2 separate regions of the Sus scrofa genome follow, and region 2 is linked to region 1. Evidence: chromatin contacts called from public Hi-C data. All regions are on one chromosome and are shown on one strand. The core of a region is the stretch at or near the end of the contact, and the rest is flanking DNA. Distances in the headings are between cores, read along the strand shown. Region 1 has its middle 33 kb from the start of NT5DC3. Region 2 overlaps NT5DC3 (5'-nucleotidase domain-containing protein 3).

Region 1 (5,177 bases), core at 1,140-3,639:
AGAGGGAGGGAAGGACAGAGGGAGGAAGGAAGGAAGAATGAAACTGCTGGCACTAAGCAAAGCAGATTTAACTCCCTATGCATGGAATTCAGTATCAATTACAAAGGATGACATCAAATTATCAGAAAGTGTCTTTCCCATCATCAGTAGCACCTCATTCACACCCAGGACCCACCACACTCCACCCCGACCCCATCCAGGGCCTCACACTGTACATGTGCATGTCAGGGAGAGACAACCACACACCTAGTCCCTCCATGTCCACTCTCACCCCGCATGGAAACCTTTCTCCATACAGCAGCAAACGTGATCTCAAAGCAGAAATCAGGCCATGTCATCCCAGCCTAACGCCTGCAAGGCTTCTCCTCACACTGATAAAATTTAAACGCCTCCTGCCGCAGGATCCAAGCCCAGCTGCTTCCTGTCCTTTGTTCACAAATGTTTCTCTTTTAAAAGAAAACTTTTACTGGAGAGCACAAAGAACTATATCCAATCTATTGTGATAGAACATGACAGAAGATAATACAAGAAAAAGAATATATATATATATATATGGATGACTGGGTCACTTTACTGTACACCAAAAATTGACAGAACATTGTAAATCAACTATACTTTAATTTTAAAATTCTTTTAAAAATAATGTATATATATGTAGACAGTGTCACTCTGCCGTACAGCAGAAATTAACACAACACTATAAATCAACCATATTTTAATAAAATTTGTAGGAGTTCCTGTCGTGGGGCAGCGGAAACAAATCTGACTAGGAACCTTGAGGTTGTGGGTTTGAACCCTGGCCTCGCTCAGTGAGTTAAGGATCCGGCGTTGCCGTGAGCTGCGGCGTAGGTTGCAGACGCGGCTCGGATCTGACGTTGTTGTGGCTGTGGTGCAGGCCGGCGGCTGCAGCTCCAATTCGACCCCTAGCCTGGGAACCTCCATGTGCTGTGGGTGCAGCCCTAAAAAAAATAGAAATAAAAATTGTAAAGCAATTTTTTTGTTGAAGTAGAGTTGATTTACAATGTTGTGTTAGTTTCAGGCGTACAGCAAAGTGATTCGGTTTTATACATACTTTTTCTTTTCCAGATTCTCTTCCACTCTAGGTTATTACAGGACATTGAATTATGTTCCCTTGTGAGACAATAGGTCCCAAAGGCTTCTTTCCATCACGAGGACAAGCCGGCGCCCTCTCCCACCTCAGGGCGCTGCACATGAAGCTCCATTTGTCAGGACGGCCCCTCACCGCCTCCCGCCCACCCCCACCCACAGGGGGCTCCTGCAGCCTCTCAAGTCTCAGCTTAAATGCCCCCTCCCGAAGAGGCCCCTAGACCACCCTTTCACAAGTGGTCCCTCCCCCGGCTTGAGCTCTGCCTCCCTCGCCTGTGTGCGTCTCTCACGGCCTTTAGTCTCACTGCATTTGTCAGCTCCCTCGTGTGTTGTGAGTCAGCTCCTTTAGAGAGCAGCATGGGTGACTCTGTCCTGCTCACCCTGCTGGACTCTGCCCCAGGTAAACAGTTTTTGAATATGTGAGCCCTGGTCAGCCTAGAATCCTCCCCCACCACCCATATCTGCTTGCCTAGACCCTGAATCCCCTGACCCCGGAGAGCAGAAGTGCAGTGTGCTCCCATCAAGGCTACTGCTAATGCCGCCGATCCAACTCTAAGCATCCCTGTCCACTGGGACCCCAGCCTACCCGCTGGTTTGGCCTCCTTGGTACACTCGTCCGTACAGGCCAAGATCTGCCAAACTCCCTGGAACTCTGCGCTTTGGACACCCCAGCCAGCTTAGGGGGCCAGTCCCAAAATCCACAGAAGTGTCCCTGGTTCCCACACTGGTTTCCTTTGCTCATCAAGGCCCCAGCATGTCCATGACCAGCCCTGCCTGTGCAAGGATGATGACTTAGAAGCCAGCCTCCACAGACAGAGGATTAGAGCTCACAAACACTGATGCTAGAAGAGATTCTGCACAACAAGGACTTATGCGGATAGGCTGTAGGCTGGAGAGGCCTAGCTTGAATGCTCAGCTCCAGATACGCTGGCTGTGGGAGCTGACACAGTTTCTTTCAGCTCCGACCTACGGTTTCCTCATCTGTAAAGTGAGGGTAGCAGTACCTACCACAGGATTTATCACTGAAGGTAAAAGAGATGGTGAGCAGAGAGTCCCTTGTACATAGCAAGCATGCAGCAAATGATAACTATTACTACGCAAGTGGATTCACAGCTGAAATGTAGAGCAGGCAAGCAGCTTGCCTGAGGTGACCTTTGATCCCATAGCCATGGCGGTGGACTGTAACAACAGCTGGGATTCCCCACACCAACCTGTGCCCAGCTCCCCTTCGCAGTGCCGCTCTGCACCTCCTCCCATCCAGAGGTCAGAGTCTCTTTCTCCACCCTTGAATGCAGCCTGGTGATTTGCTGTGACTAATCGAATGCAGTGGAAGGGGGTGCCATGCAGTTCTGAGCCCAGGCCGATCTCCGCTCAGAGTTCTGCAGCCTGGGCCATCTTCCCAAAGGATGAGGAACATGGCCCGGCCACCCTGTCACCCCGTCAGACAGCCATCAGACATCTGGTCCTCTTAGACAAGCCAGCCCCACTGATCCTGCCAACTGATGGCAGATGTTTGCATGAGCCCAGCCCAGATCTTGCTAAGCCCACCCCGGACCAAGGGGATCCCCTAGGGGGCCCATGGACCTGTGGGCAATGGTAAGCAGCTATTGGTTTTAATCCATTAGTTTGAAGATGATTTGTTATGCAACATAAGTTAATTGACAGAGCCATTTAAATATGACAGAAGTCCTCGGTTTCGTCAGACTGTAAATCAGAGGGTCAAAAATGGTTAGTAGCTGCATTCACTGGACCTTCTTAGTCTCTGTCCAATGAGTGGTACCATTGGAGCCTCGGGCGTCAGATACTGAACAATAATGCTTGCGGGTCTCCCATGAACGCTTTTAGACTTACAATAATGTGCAATGTAGATGCTATTTTTATTCTTTTCTTACAAATATGAAAACTGTAACCCAGAAAGGCTAAGTCTTGTATCTAAAAGGAAGTGGAAAGGTGGGATTTGAACCCAGAAAGGCTGGCTTCCCAGTCAAGCTCTCAACAGCCCCCTTACTGCTCGAAGCCTCCTCTTCTGAAGCGTATCATAACAGCCTTCGACCTTCTAAAAGGATGGCCTGTCGCAGGAGGAATGCTCGTGGTCAACTGACACACAGCCACCAGTCCAACAAAAAATCAAATGAAACTAAACACACACACAGCCGTTTCCCTTCCTTCATGGTAGGAACAGCCCAGGAGTTTGACACTGAAACACGAGAGGTTAAGTCCTCTGCCCGTGCTCACCACCCTTTTGCTTCACTAGGTCCTGGTTGTCTTTTAAGGTGCTAGGTGAAAATTCTATCAGGTTGGACCATGCTTTTTGGAAATACTGGAACCCTTCTGAGTCATCCCCATTTCAAGATAGAGTCCCCGATAGCATTCTGTACTTTGAGAAACATTTCTGTCATGGATGGACTCTATACGAAATGAAAGAGATGCAGTGTGAGACCAGGCACAGCCCCCAGACCCCTGCCCAAGAAAGGCTCATTTCACAGTGAACTGGCCAAAGATCGCATGCCTTCCAACATTTCCCAGGGAATTCTAAACACTGATAAGATGATGGTTAGAGTGAAACATTTATTGGAGACACTGCAAGCAAAAAATAAATTTTGGAAAATGTTTTTGCAGGTTATTGGTTCACGGTAATAAAAATTTTTGAAAATAGGTGTAACATAAACATGTCTTGCACCTATTAAAGCTCCCGAAGGAGATATTATCTAAAATCCAAATGAACACCTAAAAATATTGTCCACATGAATTCAAATGCGACCAGAGATCTAACTTTATATTTGACACATTTTAAAAAATTTTTTAGGTTTCATTGAATTATAGTTGAGTTACAAAGTTGTGATAATTTCTGCTGTGATTCAGTTATACATACCATTCTTCTCAGATTATTTTTCCCACATAGGTTATCACAGAATATTGAGTAGCATTCCCTGTGCTATACAGCAGATCCCCGTTGACCATCCATTCCGTACACGATAATGTGCATATGCCAAACCCAAATCCCCAGTCCATTCCTCCCCGACACCTGTCCCCTTTAGCAGCTATAACTTTGTTTTTGAAGTCTGTGAGTCTGTTTTTGTTTTGTGAATAAGTTCATTTGTATCCTTTTTTAGATTCCACATATAAGTGATATTATATGATGTTTGTCTTTCTCTGTCTGATTTACTTCACTTAGTACGATAATCTCTAGGTTCATTTATGTTGCTGCAAATGGCATTGTGTTTAGAGACTTGAATTTCAATTTCCTTTCCTGGTTTAGCACATTTATTTCAGGGGCACTTAAATGTCATTACCTTAAATCACTCCTCTGTCAAAACCTTATCAAGGTATAAAAATAAACTAGTTGTTTATAATATTTTTTTGGCCATGCCCACAGAATGCAGAAGCTCCTAAGCCAGGGACTGAACCTATGCCACAGCAGTAACCAGAGCCACAGTAGGGAAAACACCAGATCCTTAGCCCACTGGGCCACCAGGGAACTCCCACAGTTATAATCTTCTAAATGAGAGCTATTGATGAGGTATCTTACTATTAATACTCATTTCAGAAAACTTAATATTAACAAGAACTCATGTGAATATGTTCGGTAACTGTGTAAGGCCCTATTCAAATGGACAGCATTACCACCATCACTGGTTATGTCATACTTTATACTGAAAAACTAGCCCAGGACAGGACTGACTGAACTAGTACTCCCCCTGGGGGGGAATACTTCCCGCTCTCCTGTACCTCCTGAAAGTACCATTCCATGTCAAACTAACCTTCTGCAGCTTGATCCAGAGCTTTCCAACAAGTGTCCTACAAAGAGGCTACAGCTATTCTGAAATACCGATCTTGGCCCTGGAGGCAGCCAGGTGTGGTGTGAGATCCCTGGGCCCATGGTCTTTCATACCCCCTCTTGGGTATCTTTCCAAGTGACCCCTTCTCGGCCGCCAGCCTAGATCTCAGCCCTCGTGCTCACACATCCCATCCCCCACTTCAAGATGGCCTCCATATTGACTTTACTGAGACTGAATCTACTCTGAAAGATTGTCTTGGATGTTGGTTAGGATCACAATGGGCTGCAAGTA
Region 2 (5,177 bases), core at 1,815-4,314, 80 kb before region 1:
AGACACACACACACACACACACACACACACCACACACACACACACACAATGACAGGCTGGCAAAAGAAACCCTAAATGATGTTTATGAGCTTTTACAGAGCATTTGTGTGTTTCTGATGCTTTATAATAAAAGAAAAAGGAAAGGACATTGGCATTTATCTCTTACCATTACTTAAATGGAAAGACTTTTTCTGATAAACTGAGTAAACTGCTAATTTCCATCATTTCCAAAATAAATTATCTACTTCATGACTCTGATCTATCCTGCTCAGTAAAATGAGACATTAAAAAAAAATGAAAAATAAACAAAACAAAAAGACAACTTACAGAATGGGAGAAAATAGTTTCAAATGATGCAACGGACAAAGGCTTTATCTCTAAAATATACAAACAACTTATACAACTCAACAGCAAAAAAACCAACAACCCAATTGAAAAATGGGCAAAAGACCTGAATAGGCACTTCTCCAAAGATATACAGATGGCCAACAAGCACATGAAAAATACTCAACATCCCTGATTATTAGAGAAATGCAAATCAAAACCATCAAGAGATACCACGTCACACCCGTCAGAATGGCCATCATTAATAAGTCCACAAATAACAAATGCTAGAGGGGTGTGGAGAAAAGGGAACCCTCCTGCACTGTTGGTGGGAATGTAAATTGGCACAAGCGCTATGGAAAATAGCATGGAGGTACCTCAGAAAACTACATATAGAACTACCATATGACTGACCCAACAATCCCACTCTTGGGCATAAATCCAGACAAATCCTTGAAAAAGGCACATGCATTTATCTCTTATCATGTTCACTGCAGCACTATTCACAATAGCCAAGACATGGAAACAACCTAAATGTCCATCGACAGATGAATGGATTAACGTGTGGTATGTATTTGCAATGGAATACTACATAGCCATAAAAAAGAACAAAATAATGCCATTTGCAGAAACATGGATGGAACTAGAGACCCTCATACTAAGTCAGTCAGAAAGAGAAAGACAAATATCATATGATAGCATTTATATCTGGAATCTAATATATGGCACAAATGAACCTTTCCACAGGAAAGAAACTCATGGACACGGAGAACAGACCTATGGATGCCAAGGGGGAGGGGGAGGGAGTGGGATGGACTGGGAATCTGGAGTTAACTGATGCAAACTATTGCATTTCGAATGAATAAGCAATGAGATCCTGCTGTATAGCACTGGGAACTATATCTAGTCACTTGTAATAGAGCATGATGGAGGATAATGCAAGAAAAAGACTGTGTATATACATATGTGTGTGTCTCTGTGTGTGTGAGACTGGATCACTTTGTTGTACAGCAGAAAACTGACAGAACACTGTAAACCAACTATAAATGGAAAAAATAAAAATCATTAAATTTTTTTGAAATTATAAAAAAAAATGTGGGAGTTCCCATTGTGGCTCAGCAGTTAATGAATCTGATTAGCATCCATGAGGCCACAGCTTCGATCCCTGGCCTTGCTCAGTGGGTTACGGACCCGGCGTTGCCGTGAGCTGTGGGGTAGAGGTCATCAACGCGGCTGGGATCCCTTGTTGCTGTGGCTGTGGTGTAGGCCAGTGGCTACAGCTCAATTCAACCCCAAGCCTGGGAACCTCCATATGCCACAGGTATGCCCCTAAAAACCAAAAAAAAAAAAAAAAATGTGGTTCACTACTCATTTTTATGAAAAGTATAAAAACAGTCTTAAACAAAAGACAAGTTTCTCAATAAGTGGGCCTAACAACATCCTACCCCAACACAACAACAGGGAAAATGTGTCCTCACCGCCAGGTCGCTGTATATATGGTCACCGAAATACAACACTTTGGATCCCCTCCATCCGGTAAGCTTCAAAAATTCATATAAATTGCCCTGCAATAGAAAAACAGAGGTGTTATAGCATATGACAGATAGAGGCCCAAGATATCTAAAACTTAAAAGAATGTTTCTGCATTTACATTTAAATATTAAAATATGAAAACACCTTGACCTGAAGTCTTTCAGACCTTTCTTCTAAGTCAAATGTATTTTCAGAAAGGATTCATATTTTATATACCTCTTTGAAATAATCTAGTTTTTTCACTTAACATTCTGTGATCACGTCAATAAATATTCCCTCAGCTTTCAAGAGCTGAGAACGCCCATGATTCACCTTACCAATTCTGACGCTGGACATTTATTTGTTATCTCTTTGTAAGTAACTTCCTAATAAACAGTCTTATAGCAAAGCTATGTCTGAATAATTTTCTTAGGCTCATGTCCTAGAAGTGGAATGGCTGTATTAAAACTAATCTCTCAGGCCTGGAAAATATATTAGTGCCAAATCCAGCAGTTTGTTACTATCCACCAGGAATGTATCAGTATTAAAAAAAAAAAAAAAAAACTGTACAGTATAATATTATGTATTATAAATATTACACAGATATAAAAAAATTATGAGATTAAAAAAAAAACTAACTTCAATTACACAATAATGGTCAGCAATTCAATCATTTACTCAAACATGGGAGAGCTTTATATGATAACAAAATACATCAAAACTGTGGCACCAAAGTATTGGCAGTGTCTCTGCAGCTCTAGGACCACAGGTTCAATCCCCAGCAGGCACAGTGGGTTAAAGGATCTGGTGTTGCCGCAGCGGCAGCTTCGTTCACAGCTATGGCTCAGACCTGATTCTTGGCCTGGGAACTCCCTATGCCCTGGGGGAGGCCAAAAAAAAACCAAAACCGTACATAAAACACAGTTCATCAGGAAATAATTACTCATTTGAGTGAATACAATGCCATGGGATTAAATACTTTTTTTTTTTTTTTAATACTTCTTAAAGAGACATTTCCAAGGTTCACTACTGGCATCTTGAATTTTTTATCCTATGAAAAGAAGATACTTTAAATTTTGTTTTTTAAAAACTGTTTGATGCCGAATGAACTGAGACATAGCATGTTGAAACTATTGACTGAAGCTGAAATTCCGCCACCACATTACAAACAGTTCCAGCATCGGACCCAGAACTCTGCCCGGCACGTGGCAAGCCTCCACCAATGTCAGCCACTGTCCTTCTAACTGACCACAAAGCACAGCAACAGAAAGGACAGATGGGTCACGAGATACCTGCTTGTAAATCTGGCCTTTCTGCAACTTGTGGATTTTATCCCAGAGTAAGACGCCTTTCTCATTCACCTTTCGAAAAGGTCTAGCAACAGAAAGAGGAAACATTAGGACGCGTGGGAGCAGCGCAAGCTGCTGTCTGCTGTGTGAGAAATTACAGTTACTTCCTGGGAACAGCAAAGAGCTTCATCAACCAAAAACGAAAGCCCACCACCAACGTTCCCTGGCCTCGGGCAATATACCCCAAAAACTGTGGACCTCAGGAGCCAAAGGAGGTTGGTGGAAAAAGAACTCCAGGGTCAAATCAATTTGGAAAACACTACGCACTATGTATGGCCCTCTTTAAAACCACTGACGGCTCTGAAGAGCCCTCCCATGAAGCTTTTCTTTAACCCAGATTTCCCAAACTTCTGTGGCCATGCAGAAACTGTTTCACACACCGCTTATGGAGATAATGCTAGAACATTTATCCAGCTTTGCCCTGACATTCACCCAATCTAGATACAAAATACATTAAAACTGGGCACATGACTTTCTAATGGAAAATGGGGCGGGGCGGGGGGTGGGGAATAAAGGCTCGTTCCTCACCCTGGGGGTGCTAGTCTACAAAACACCAGGCTTATGTGTCCTTTTTCTTTTCTTGGGTAACATGGACTTGGGACTGCCTCTCTGTTAGAAAAATCTATGCTCACTGCAAAAAAAAAAAAAAAAAAAAAGTGGAAAATGCAGAAAAATACAATGAAGAAAAGGAAAACCACGCGTGATTCCAGAACTCTGAAACACACCATCTCAGTGGATACTGTTCGATCTTCCTCTTCCTTATGGACATAAAACCAGGGGGATTTGCACATACTGGTCCCTATCTCCTTTTCTCCAAGGCTGTGAGCTCCTCCCCATGTGATTAGTCTTCACACATCACTTTTTATAGTCATGAAACACTTTCACTGCCTCTTTTTTTTTTTTTTTGTCTTTTTGTTGTTGTTGTTGTTGCTATTTCTTGGGCCGCTCCCGCGGCATATGGGAGGTTCCCAGGCTAGGGGTTGAATCGGAGCTGCAGCCACCGGCCTACGCCAGAGCCACAGCAACGCGGGATCCGAGCCGCGCCTGCAACCTATACCACAGCTCACGGCCACGCCGGATCGTTAACCCACTGAGCAAGGGCAGGGACCGAACCCGCCACCTCATGGTTCCTAGTCGGATTCGTTAACAACTGCGCCACGACGGGAACTCATTTTTTTTTTTTTTTTCACTGCCTCTTTTTTTCAAACACCTTATTTTTAAGGGCTGCATAATATCCCCTCATATGGATGTTCCTTTCGGTCGTTTCTAACCTTCATCACGACAAATAAAACGGGGCTGGACGGAGGTGGAGGATTCTTAATCCGGGCACCCAGAGTGAGGGGCACAGCTGAGCAGGGCCCCTCCCGGGGAGACTGTCTCAGACACCGTCTGGCCTCTGTGTATAAACACGGCAAAGGAGGAAGGTCCCCGGGGAAAGGAGAGGAGGCTCCCGCCCTGACCGCCCTCTGGAATCTAAGAAGAAAAGGCAGAGGGCATTTTAGCAGGGACCAAGCAGTGAGCCAGCGTTTACTGCTGGTTTTGAGCAATACTCTAGTTTTTCCTGCGTTCTCTTGAATTGTCAGTTTCTGCACCTGGTTCTTAGGTTTGCTTCGTCTTCCAGGAGTCACTGGGACACTTGGAAAACTGGAATTCAGCATTATAAGAGGAATTTAATTCACTCAACCCTGACTATAAGGCACCAAATTATGATGCTTTAAGTCACGTAGCAGAGAGAGAAAGGCTGCAAGGTTACCAATTGCAGAATAGAGAAACGCAGGTAAAAGTGTTTTAGAAGTAGGCCATTAGGATACAAATATGAGTTCTTTTATAATCTAGTGCAAGTGGGCAGGTTGACTTTCAGTGAACCAGTCTGTCCACATGTTAAAAGACATTTTAAGACCCTGAGTTCCCTGGTGGCTTAGCACTTAAGGACTCAGTTCTGTCACTGCTATGGCTCAGGTTTGATCCCTGGCCTGGGAAGTTCCTTCGGCA

The links. A called contact is a pair of places that touch in the nucleus more often than the background predicts.
Region 2: a Hi-C map of liver shows a contact between it and region 1, with 4 times the contacts expected there. A contact is called at or near these places in 1 of 5 promoter capture datasets (liver) and 2 of 47 Hi-C or Micro-C datasets (embryonic fibroblasts and liver).

What each region holds. Positions count from the first base shown.
Region 1 is chr5:80,589,718-80,594,894 of Sscrofa11.1, reverse strand. No RefSeq gene overlaps it. Among named protein-coding and RNA genes, the nearest start is that of NT5DC3, 33 kb to the left of the region's middle.
Region 2 is chr5:80,670,303-80,675,479 of Sscrofa11.1, reverse strand. It overlaps NT5DC3 (5'-nucleotidase domain-containing protein 3), which reads right to left. Exons shown (of 15, transcript XM_005664189.3): 11 at 3,129-3,210; 12 at 1,803-1,889. Among named protein-coding and RNA genes, the nearest start is that of NT5DC3, 47 kb to the right of the region's middle.